Linked DNA regions of Callithrix jacchus: regions 2 and 3 are each linked to region 1. A link is a contact called in public Hi-C data. All regions are on one chromosome and are shown on one strand. The core of a region is the stretch at or near the end of the contact, and the rest is flanking DNA. Distances in the headings are between cores, read along the strand shown.

Region 1 (3,555 bases), core at 439-2,938:
GCGCAGGTTCAATTTCCTGTGAGCTGCAGGGAAATGCAGATTCTCTTTGGAAAAGCTTGGAAGTTTTTTGTGGGTGTTTTGTCTTGCATAAGGCTGAGAAGCTCACTACTCCATCTTTCTCTCCCAGACCCTGTAGCAAAGACATCCCACAGGGGATGGCCTGGCATCGTGGCTGGATCTGAGTTGAAAGGGGTCTCGCTAGCCAGGATGTGCAGTGGTGCTTGCCAGCCTCATACGCTCTGTCAGGGCCATGCTGGCTCCCTTTGTCATAAGACCGCTTACCATGCTCTTTCCTGATCCCCAGGGATGGCCAGCTACTGAATAAGCCAAGCAAGGGTCAACCTGAGGGCTGCTGCACCCAGGGAGACACTGGAACCAGATGCATTTCAACGAGTCACTCCAAAAACCGCATCACTCAGGCAAGGTTCAGGTCCCTGGACATTCTCTCAATCTGTCCTACATGCCATTTTGTCCTCCTGGATGGAGAAGGACAACTCCATTCCTCAATCAACTCTATTCCTCCAGAGAGGAGGAGTGGCTCAGCTGTTTTTTCCCATCATGTATCAGACAGCGGGTGGCTGCCATTTTAGAAACAGCGCTAAAATGGTGCAATTATTCTGTAATTACTTGGGAATGCAACGCCACCCACTGCCTATCAGGGCAGCATCTCTTCCTGCTCATTTGGAACGACACATGACATAAACTAGAAGAGGAAAACCCACCAGGCTGGAAGACAGGCCTGCTAGTGTCCTCAATGAAACAGGCACCTCAAAGACAAAGGCACTCATACAACTGCAGCATCAACACATATTTCTATTAGCCGAAGTGCAACAAAGTTTCTTCCATCAACTGCCCAGTGGTTTGAGACACCAAGAATAGTTAGTATCATATACACCAGATTACATAACACAGAAGTCAAGTCTTAAAAAGAGTAGCCAGTATTTTTGTTCCTTGACCTTGTTTTTTTTTCCTGGTACAGGATCTGGCTCTGTCACTCAGGCCGGAGTGCAGCGGCACAGTCTCAGCTCACTGCAAACTCCACCTCCCAGGCTCAAGAGAGCCTCCCATTTCAGCCTCCCGAGTAGCTGGGACTATAGGCATGTGCCCCTAAGTCTGACTAATTCTTGTATTTGTTTGTAGAAATGGGGTTTCGCCGTGTTGCCAATGCTGTCTCAAACTCCTGGACTCAAGTGACCCACCTGCCTCAGCCTCCAAAAGTGCTGGGATTACAGGCGTGAGCCACCGTGCCCGGCCTGTTCCGTGGGCTAAGGGAATTCACGTATTAACAGAGAATCAACATCTAAATAGACCTTTATTTTTATTTTACTTGTTTGGACAGAAAAGAAACTTCATCGGCTTTCATTAGCGTCTCCTTAAGTGGTGGAAACACGTTAAACTCAGAAAGAGTGGACCTTGTAGAAAAGCATCACAAATTAAAAATATATTTCTCCATGTGGCAAAAGTGCTTTCACTCCAATTAGGGCACGGCAAGGGTGTTTGGAAACACGATCTAGAATTTGGCCTGCATCCGTGGCCTGCAATCCGTGGCATTGAATTCCAACCACAGGGCAGGGGAGTCACCGTGACATAGAGCACAGGAACGACGTGGGGCCTGGAGCATGCGGACAGCAATACTCGCGATAACTGAGTGAGGACAAGGACAGAGTCCCAAAGCCTGAGTAGAATAGATTCTGCGTTTGTAAAAAATGAGGTGGTTACATAAACTGGGTTGAAGGGGGACCGAGTCATCCCAGAAATTCCGTTTCTGGTCTGTGAGGACTGTCAGACCCGCCGACCACTCTGGTGCCGAGGCCTCCCTGGAGATGCATAAACCTGGGTTGCGAAAGAGCCCAGATCAGCCGGGGGGACCTGTGAGCTCACTGCCAGTGCTGGGCACGCAGCCTTTCCAGTCCTGTGGCGAGCAGCCACCTCCGGCCCTCATGGTGTCAAATCACATCTGACCAGGGTTGCCAACACGGTCCTGTGTTGGGGTTTTTCCAAGGCCGGCCCTACTGTTCTGAGGGGCCACTCTGAGAAGGCAAACGCTGCCAGGGTCACCCGCTACACACGGAGGAAAGACAATGAGCAAATGGCCGTCGTAGAGAAGTCAGCTGTGTGTTTCAGCAACAGACAAGTAATTCTGCCAGTGATGACATGTGCGATAAAGCTTAGGGCCCACGGGCTCCCTGTGGGCCTCGTGAGGAGCAACCACATCTGTTCTGGAAGCCAGTGGCCCTTCCCGGCCCTGCCACAGGCCAGAACAGAACTGTGATCATGCAAGGAACCGTGACTGGGGCCGGGGTCAGTGTGGGGGGTGGAAAGGAGGGAACGTCTGCCTTTTACATTAGATCTGAAGCAACAGTAAGAAAATAACCTGAAGATATTTTAAAAAATAAAAAATAGCATCACCTTTCACTGCAATTTTTTGGCATTTCCCTTTCGCCCCTGCCCACCAGCTCAGCAGAGGAAATGAGCAGGAATGCCTCATCTTTCAGAATGGGCACCCACTCCCCATCTCACTCCTGCACACCCAGGATGTATGTCTTCTAAGAGACTCATTCAAAGGTGCTCGCATGAGGAAAATGCTGGAAAACCCTCCGGCCTTCCCCCATACCCGAACCGTTGTAACCATGCAGGGTGTCTTTGCTTCCTTCAAGCCACGGACTTGAACCATGTCCAAGGTTACTGTAGATCTTCAGGAAGCAGGCATATCTCTTAGAGCATGCTCCAGCTCATCCTATCACAGGGGACAATCGCCAGTCCATGTGACCTCGCAAGCTCCACGGATGTCATGAGAGAATCTGCCCTTGAGAACACAGGTGCAGGTGCTCACCACACCGGGGGCACTCTTTTCCGAGGGAGGACATGCTTTTCTTGGAATGCAAACGAGGACAGCAACCGTCCTCTGACCCAGTCCATCCTGTCCCTCCAGAGGCCCTGCACATCCCTCCCAGGCAGCAAGCCACGCAGCAGGGCGTCTCCGGGTCTCTGATGGGCAGATCTGAATGGCAGGCTCTCCTCCTCTCACCCCTCCCCTGACCAAGTCCTGCCCTCCCAGCATCAGTGGGTTGGAGAGGCATCCTCCAAGCCCAGCAGCTCTCTGACGAGTCTCTCCCCAAACTGCGCCCGGCTGTACCTCTTCACGTGGTAGGCATCTGACATTTTGTACAGGATGTAGGCATTGTTGATGGCGATGCTGATGGCAAACCAGAACACCTGCTGCCAGGTCTTGTTTGGTTTATGAGAGATGAAATACCTAAGGACACAGGGAGTAACAACAGATGACACGATGCTTCGTGGCACTCAGCAAATGCATCCCAAAGGCCTCCCTGGCCCATGAGATGCTGCAGGCTCAACCCCTGGCACATGAGATGCTACAGGCTCACCCCCTGGCCCATGAGATGCTGTGGGCTCACCCCCTGGCCCATGAGATGCTGCAGGCTCACCCCCCGACAAGAGGCAGGAGGGCTGCGGGGGCAGGAGCCAGGCTTGGGATGTTAGGTGAGCTCTAGCTGGGGGCTTTGTCACAGTGAACTTCATTTAAGACCAAGGAAG
Region 2 (3,555 bases), core at 437-2,936, 630 kb before region 1:
AAATAGACCCTGGAATGAGATTAATTCAATAGAAAATGCCTTACTCTCGGGGCCTTTCTGTGTTTGGCTCTAGTCTTGGCTCAGTAGTTTGGTGTTCCCTAGGCCCCACTAGGAACCGTGTAAAACCTGGCTTTTTGCTTTGGGTACATGGGTATGTAATTCATCCCTGTTTAAATATCTTTGCCTTTTAAATTCTTCAAGTCACATGGTACGTATTCTTGAAACGTCACTTTTTCTGCCTTCCCTCTAAGTATGCTTTCTGAAGAAGCTGGGGGGCGGGGGGGCAGAGGGAGTTAAGAGTCTGTGTCCTGAGGTATCTGCTCTGGGCAGGGACAGCGGGCACCTCAGGCAGGTGGGTGATCTTTAGCACAGGTGCCGGGGTGTTGCCTGTTCCTCCTGTGTTAGCCCTGTGAAGTTCACTCAGGAATTTTTTTTTCCTATTCAGTTTAAGAAATAATCCTAATGGTTTTTCCTTATTACCTAAGCAGTATATTTTTATTATAGCAACCTCAGAAAAGAAAAATAAAGGCATAATTTTAAAAACGCACTCATAGTCTCAGTTACCCAGACCACACCTCTGTTGTCACCTTGGAGTGTCTTTAGTCCTTTTACTATGTGTATGTGTATAGCTGTACATAGAAATAAATATATTCTAGCTAAATTGGATCATAAATGCATTTTTTAAAAGTCACCTTTTTTCCTGTGTAATATTTAACTAACTTTGGGTCAGTGAAAACATTCGACATGTATTTTTTATCGGATGCATGGTAGTCCATTGAGTAGATAACATTGTTTTATTTAATAAGTACCCCATGGTTAGACATAGGTATCTTTCCAAATTCCCTTTTATAGGTGGTGCTTGCAGCTGAACTATTTCCAGAAGATGAATTCTCATGACTTGTATTATTTGTCAAAAAACCACATAATTTTTAAAGGATTTATATAAATATTGCCAAATTGCCCCCTAGAATGTGTACTAATTTATTTTCCCACCAATGAGTCAACTTTAATATTATTGAGTTTTGTTTGTTTCTTTGTGCTTCCTTGATAGGAGAGAGATATTTTGTTTTGAATTTCTTTAATTACTAAGGGATTATACATTTTTCATATTTACTATTTTTATTTCTTATATAAATTATGTTTATATAATTATCTTCGTAATAGCACATTTCTCAATTGGGATATTTACTATTTTTCTTCTTCACTATCTTTGTAGGATTCATGTTGGAATTCCCTTCTTAATTAGTCGAAAATGTAGACTTTTAAAATTATTTGAAGGATCATCCTTAAGCGAAGCCTTTTTTTTTTTTACACTATGTTTTCAAGCAGATGTGATTGGAGCAGACAATATAAAATGAATGTTTTTGATACCTAAGAGAAATCACCTGTGTTTGAAGCCCCACATTTGATTTTATTTCCTGTGCTATCTTGTGGGGCTGGGGGACAGTCCTGCCTTACACACTGTGCATTTCATCTGTTCCCTTCCCTTCCTCATCTAGACTGTGCGTGCGGACCCAGAAGTGGGTTCGGCTGGTCTGGCATCCTTTCACTTAACGCTTTGGGTTGTTTCTGTGGTTAAACTCCCTGCAGGAGCCTCTAAGAGAGGCCGGTGGCGCTGTTTCTTGTTCACAATTGGAGGTGGGTGTTGGTGTGAGCGGGTGACCTTTCAAGGACAGGAGCTGTAAACAAGCGGGAGCTAAAATCAAGGTCTTAGGTTTGCCCCTGCTTCAAGTGCCCAGACCGGAAGCTCACTGTCTCTGAGGCCCTCAGGGAGCTGTGGCTAGTTTTTCTTGTGCTGGAAGTTCCCGAAGGCCAGAGGTGAGGGGACAATCCTTTCCCCCTGCCTTGGGAATGCTGGGGGAGCTGACAAACATGGAGCAGTTCCTCAGGCATCCTGGTGGTGGCACTGCAGCGCCTTTAGAAGGGAGTTGGCAACGGGCTGCCAGGCAGTCAGCCTTGAAGGAAGGGAAGGAGGAAGAGAAGGCTGGGACTCCATGTCCTCCCTGCACAGCTCTGAAGGGCTCTCTGCTGTGTTCCCATTTCTGGGGAAGCGGTCACCGGTTCCTCACAATCATTTCTATTTGAACTCTAAATGCTCCTCAGCAAAGAATTTGTTTTAACTCCATTTTGCTGATTCATCGAGTAGAAGAAACATTTTTCCGACTGGCAAATATGGAGGCTCTGTTGTTCATTTTTATCTCATTAGAATAGCCTTCACAGGCAAAGAGATTAGGCCCAGCTGGCTCTCCACATGTCAGAGTTGAGGACTCAGCTGGGGGGATGGTGAAATGCTGGGCTTCAGAGAGCCTGTGCCCCCGAGACTTGCTGTGACTCCAAACCCCTTGTCACCTGACAGAGATGCATGCATCATCTGTCTGTACCAGGCACGGAGACATGGCCCTAGTCCTCAGGGAGCTTTCTTGCAGGGGACATTGCCAACGAGCCAGAAAACAAAGAGGCCAGAGGGTGGTCATGGGGTTGGCAGCAAAGCAGACAAGTTCGGCAGCTGGAGAAAGAGGTGGTATTAGAGCTAAGACGTTCCTGGGCGGTGAGAGGCGCCCCTGGAAGGGCCTGGGGTGCTGATTCTTAATGCCTGCCCTGAATCCATGTGGCAGCCTGGTTTTGGCTGAGAGCAGACACCTGAAGGGAGGGGTGGGTATAAGGGGAGTTGGATGAGAGAAGACTCAGTGGGGTGACTCTGCCTGGGATGTTGCCTTTGGTGGTCCTGGACAGTAGTACATCAGGGGCCCCCCAACAGGGCACAGACAGCGCACAGCCGCTTCCTGACCTTGCCCTTGACCACTGCTTGGGGACCACAGTGTGTGGGTCTCCTTCCCAGCCTGTCTTCTGCAGCTCCCCAGACTCGGCCTCCTCCAGTGGCTATGGAAACTACCCAATGTTAAGGAGTGATGTGAAGGCTCCAGAAAAGACTGCAAGGAGGGGGTGTGTACTTGAAGGGATTTGAGTGGAGGTTTTTTTTTTTTTTCCCTGGTTTCTCTTTTTTATTTTTCTTTGGAGACAGGGTCTCGCTCTATTGCCTAGGCTGGAGTGCAGTGGTGCAGTCCTAGCTCACTGCAGCCTCTAAGTCCTGGGCTCAAGTGATCCTCTTGCTTCAGCTTCCCGAGTAGTTGGGACTAGAGGTGCACACCACCACAACCAGCTAATTTTGAAGTTTTTAGCAGAGACAGTCTTACTATGTTGCCCAGGCTGGTCTGGGACTCCTGGCCTCAAGTAGTCCTCCCTTCCTTGGCCTCCCAAAGTGCTGGGATTACAGGCATTCCTGACCACACCCGGCCCTGGTTTCTCATAACTCATAGAGGTTACTTTGATGTATTGCCAGCATGCCAGGCTATAACCTAAATTCTTTTGTCTAATAAGCTCACACATTTCTGCTGTATATGTCTCATAAAAGCCACTGGAGAGGAAGCGGTGTCATTTTTGATTCCTCGATCCCCTGTGCAGCTTCTCAGTGCTCTCCTTTTTTTTTTTTTCATTTTACTTTGTCGTTTACCTTTTCCAGCTCTTCAGCAGACAAGTTCAGTGGCTGGAGGGAGA
Region 3 (3,555 bases), core at 779-3,278, 540 kb before region 1:
AAAACAAAACAGAACAAAAAAACCCAGAAGCTAGACACCCACCTAGCTCAGTGTCTGCTCGACTGTGAACAAGGAAGAGGGGATGGAGTCGAGCTACATGGAGCAGGCTCTGCCCACTCCAGATGCACTGACGGGCACCCCAGGGGAGGAGCTCCATGCCAGGTGGGAGGCGTTAGGGCCCCACTACCATTTGCTCAATGAGGAGAGGCGGGTCGACTCATATTCGCATCTCCAAAACGGTGATTATTGCATGGGGTCGCATATCAGTTAGGACCCAATTTGGCTATAGTTAAGGGAAAACTCAAATGGACAGTGAATTTGCTCAAATAGTGCAGTTTCTTTTTCAGGGGGTAGACAGAGCTAGGCTGGTATGACAGGTCCTACCTGGACATCCAGGTGCCTGCCACCTTTGGCCCCACCATCTCAGTGTGGGGCATCCCTTCCTAAAGTCACATGATGACCCAGGTTGCCTGCTGGACTTTCAGCCATTTCATCTGCATTCCAAGGAGAAGGTGAGGTGATGGGGCAAAAGAGCTTTTCTCATCAGTCTGTCCTCGCTTCTAAGGAGCCCCCTCCAGAAGTCCTTCTCCACCACTTCCATGTCAGTCTAATCTCTAAAACTTAGTCCCACAGACACACTTGGCATGAAGGAGTCCTGGTGAAGACAGGCTTTATAGCAGGCTCCTTGCCAGCTCTGATGATGCAAGGATTTTGCAGGGGAGAAGGGACGTTGACTAGTAACTGTCACACACTTCCCCATCAGCAGATGGGAAAGATGTGTGTGGGAGCTGTGGTCAGAATGTTTGTGACTGCCCCAAATTCATATGTTGAAATCCTTATCCTCACAGTGATGGTATTAGGAGGTGGGGCCTCTGGGAGGTGATAGGTCACCAAGGTAGAGCCTAATGAGTGGGATTAGTGCCTTCACAAAAGAGACCCAGGAAGGTGCTATCAGTACACTGGGAAGAAAGCCCTCACCAGACACGGAATCTGCAGGCACCTTGATCTTGGACTTCCCAGCCTCCAGAACTGCAAGAATAAATTTCCATTGTTTACAAGCCACCCAGTCCACAGTATTTTGTTACAAAGGAACTTAGACAGTAGGGTGGACTTCAGACTTCTCCCAGTGGGCTGGAGCTCCTGGGAATATTTGCATACACTGCTTAAGCTCTTCCTGCTGGAGAGGGCCCACTCAATTTTTCCATCCAAAAACTGGGGAATGGTGGAAGCCTCTAGGCTGCGAGTGCAGAACACTGGGTGGCAGACGGGCATTGCAGATGATCCCTCTGCAAAGAACCTGACACCCTTCAGACAAACCTCTTACGATAGCCTCCAGCACTGAATGTGCTGTCTGTGCCTGGCAGTGGCAGGGGCTGGATCGGATGGCAGTGACCTGGGTGAAGGATAAACAGAATCTGCTGGGAGCAGTGGTGCATGCCTGGAGTCCAAGCTACTCAGGAGGCTGAGGTGTGAGGATTTCTTGAGTCCGGGAATTGGAGGCTGCAGACTGGGCAACACAGTTAGACCTCAGCTCTAAAAAAATTAAAATAAATGAATGAATTTTAAAAACTAGAATCCACCCACTAGACCAGCATCCAAATGCTGTTGTTTTACTTTTGTCTATGACCAAGATTTATAAGTTTACAACACATTAAAGGATGCAGAACCACCTGTGTGTAAGGGACTTCTGCAGGCCCCTTCTCCAGGGCCCTGCTTGCCTAGACATGGTACACATGTCCCATGAAGGAAGTGATGGTCCCACTATAGAGGTTTGTTATCAAGACAGGAGGTAGGAAGGGAAAACAGCTCCTTAAGGACAGCAGAAACTTCCATGAGCCCATGATGCAGGATGTTCAACCTTAAAGGAGACTGAAGATTAAGATGGCCCACTCCCTTCATCTTCAGATGAGAAACCGAGGCCTTGCTAGGCTAAATGAACCGCTCACAGATGCTGGATTCCAGGCGCTGGGACTGCAACTGCCAGGCCTCCCTGTCCTGCCCTGCTCGTCGATGGTCACCATGCTTGTGTATCTCTGGGGACTAAACTCTGGAGTTCCGTTCTGCCCCTAACTAGAAGTGAATTCCACCTTGTCAGTTCTCATCAATGCTGACTTTATTATCAGCAACTCAGCAATAATCTCTGGGAAGCAACCCCCGGCAGAAATAGAAAACGCATGTACTAATGACTTGGCCAGCACCACAGTGGTACCTAAATGCTAAGTATGAATTATTAATTTGATGTCTTTGGTGGCAGGCCATGCACTCTGTGAGGTGCCAGAGTCATTGCTTCGAGAGGAGCTCTTAAACTGAGCTTGCAGCTGCGTGGAATCCGGCAGGCTCCATCTGGCAGCCCCTGGGGCCGCAGCCTTGCTGCCAGGAGGGATTTGTGAGTGCTACATGTTGTCTTGGCTCCCCTTCCTCCAGCAGGCACATTGGCATGTGCTTTGCGCACCAGACAAGCCACCAGGTGGCTCCCGATGTCCCTCCTGGGCGCTCACAGCAACAGGTGGCTGCACACAGAGGAAGCTGAATTACTCCATTGGGACCATGACTTGGCTGCCCACAGGATGTTTAGACGCCTGTTGTCCAGGCTTTTTTTTGTCCTGCCACACGGGATTTTACTCATTCGTTAAAAGAGAAATCCTAGTTTGCCTCCCATATTTAATGACTCAGTGCTAAAGAAAAAGACATCAGAAACTTCTGGACCCTTTATTCATTCTTATGACTAAATCCCTCTGTGCACATGGGCCTGTCTCTGAATTTCTTTTACACAATGGAGACTTGGTAGCTGATCTAGCTGGCGGGTGTTCTGGGAAGGTACATTTCAGAGCGACTCTTGCTGTGAGGATTCCCTGAGTGTCTTCAGATATTTACTGGGTGCCTCTAGGTTAAGAAGCTCTGCCCTGAGCAGCTTATGCTCCAAGGATGTGTGCTGAGCCAGGAGCCAGTAACGCCACACAGGCAAGGCATGAGCACTGCTCAGAGACAGGAAGGGGGCTGATCCCACCCCAGATTGTGAGCAACGAGGAGGTCCCCCACAGAGAGATGACTGGGCTCTCCCTTACGGCATGGATCAGAGTCTGACAAATGGGAGTGTCAGAAAGAGGGCATCTGAGAAAGAAGGAGCCCAGAGAGTGAATCAGTTGAGGTTCTCTAGAAAACAACCAATAGGTAGTGTGCATGCCGAGGTAGGTGGGTGAGATTGGTTTTAGGAATTGGATCATGAGATTATCGAGGTTGGCAAGGTCCAAATTTCCAGAGCAGGCGGGAGACTAGAGACCAAAGAAGAGTTATGTTTCCGTCTGAAGGTCATCAGCTGGCAGAATTCCCTTCCCTTGGGAGAGGTCTGTTGTTTTCTTAAGGCCTTCAACCAACTGGATGAAGCCCACCTACATTATGGAGGATAATCTGCTTTACTCAAAATCCACTGATTTAAATATTATCTCATCTAAAAGATACCTTCACAGCAAGATCCAGAATAATGTTTGACCAAACAGCTGGGCACCACAGCCTAGCCAAGTTGACATATGAAATTAGCCATCACAGCTGGGTGCA

Evidence for each region. Hi-C and Micro-C count contacts between places; a contact is called where the count stands out from the background.
Region 2: a contact with region 1 is called in a Hi-C map of skeletal muscle, with 4 times the contacts expected there. The contact joins two enhancer-like sites. A contact is called at or near these places in 2 of 3 Hi-C or Micro-C datasets (both in skeletal muscle).
Region 3: a contact with region 1 is called in a Hi-C map of skeletal muscle, with 4 times the contacts expected there. The contact joins two enhancer-like sites. A contact is called at or near these places in 2 of 3 Hi-C or Micro-C datasets (both in skeletal muscle).

What each region holds. Positions count from the first base shown.
Region 1 is chr19:20,268,459-20,272,013 of calJac240_pri, reverse strand. PGBD5 (piggyBac transposable element derived 5) reads right to left here. Exons shown (of 8, transcript XM_078356669.1): 7 at 3,137-3,256. Among named protein-coding and RNA genes, the nearest start is that of PGBD5, 92 kb to the right of the region's middle. Within about 2 kb of position 1,688, at least 2 of the 16 cell types and tissues checked have an H3K27ac peak or open chromatin away from gene starts, as enhancers often do. A contact at or near this core is called in skeletal muscle, where this site is marked.
Region 2 is chr19:20,902,207-20,905,761 of calJac240_pri, reverse strand. It overlaps URB2 (URB2 ribosome biogenesis homolog), which reads left to right. Exons shown (of 11, transcript XR_013529764.1): 11 at 1-661. Among named protein-coding and RNA genes, the nearest start is that of URB2, 36 kb to the left of the region's middle. Within about 2 kb of position 1,686, at least 9 of the 16 cell types and tissues checked have an H3K27ac peak or open chromatin away from gene starts, as enhancers often do. A contact at or near this core is called in skeletal muscle, where this site is marked.
Region 3 is chr19:20,805,199-20,808,753 of calJac240_pri, reverse strand. No RefSeq gene overlaps it. Among named protein-coding and RNA genes, the nearest start is that of URB2, 130 kb to the left of the region's middle. Within about 2 kb of position 2,028, at least 2 of the 16 cell types and tissues checked have an H3K27ac peak or open chromatin away from gene starts, as enhancers often do. A contact at or near this core is called in skeletal muscle, where this site is marked.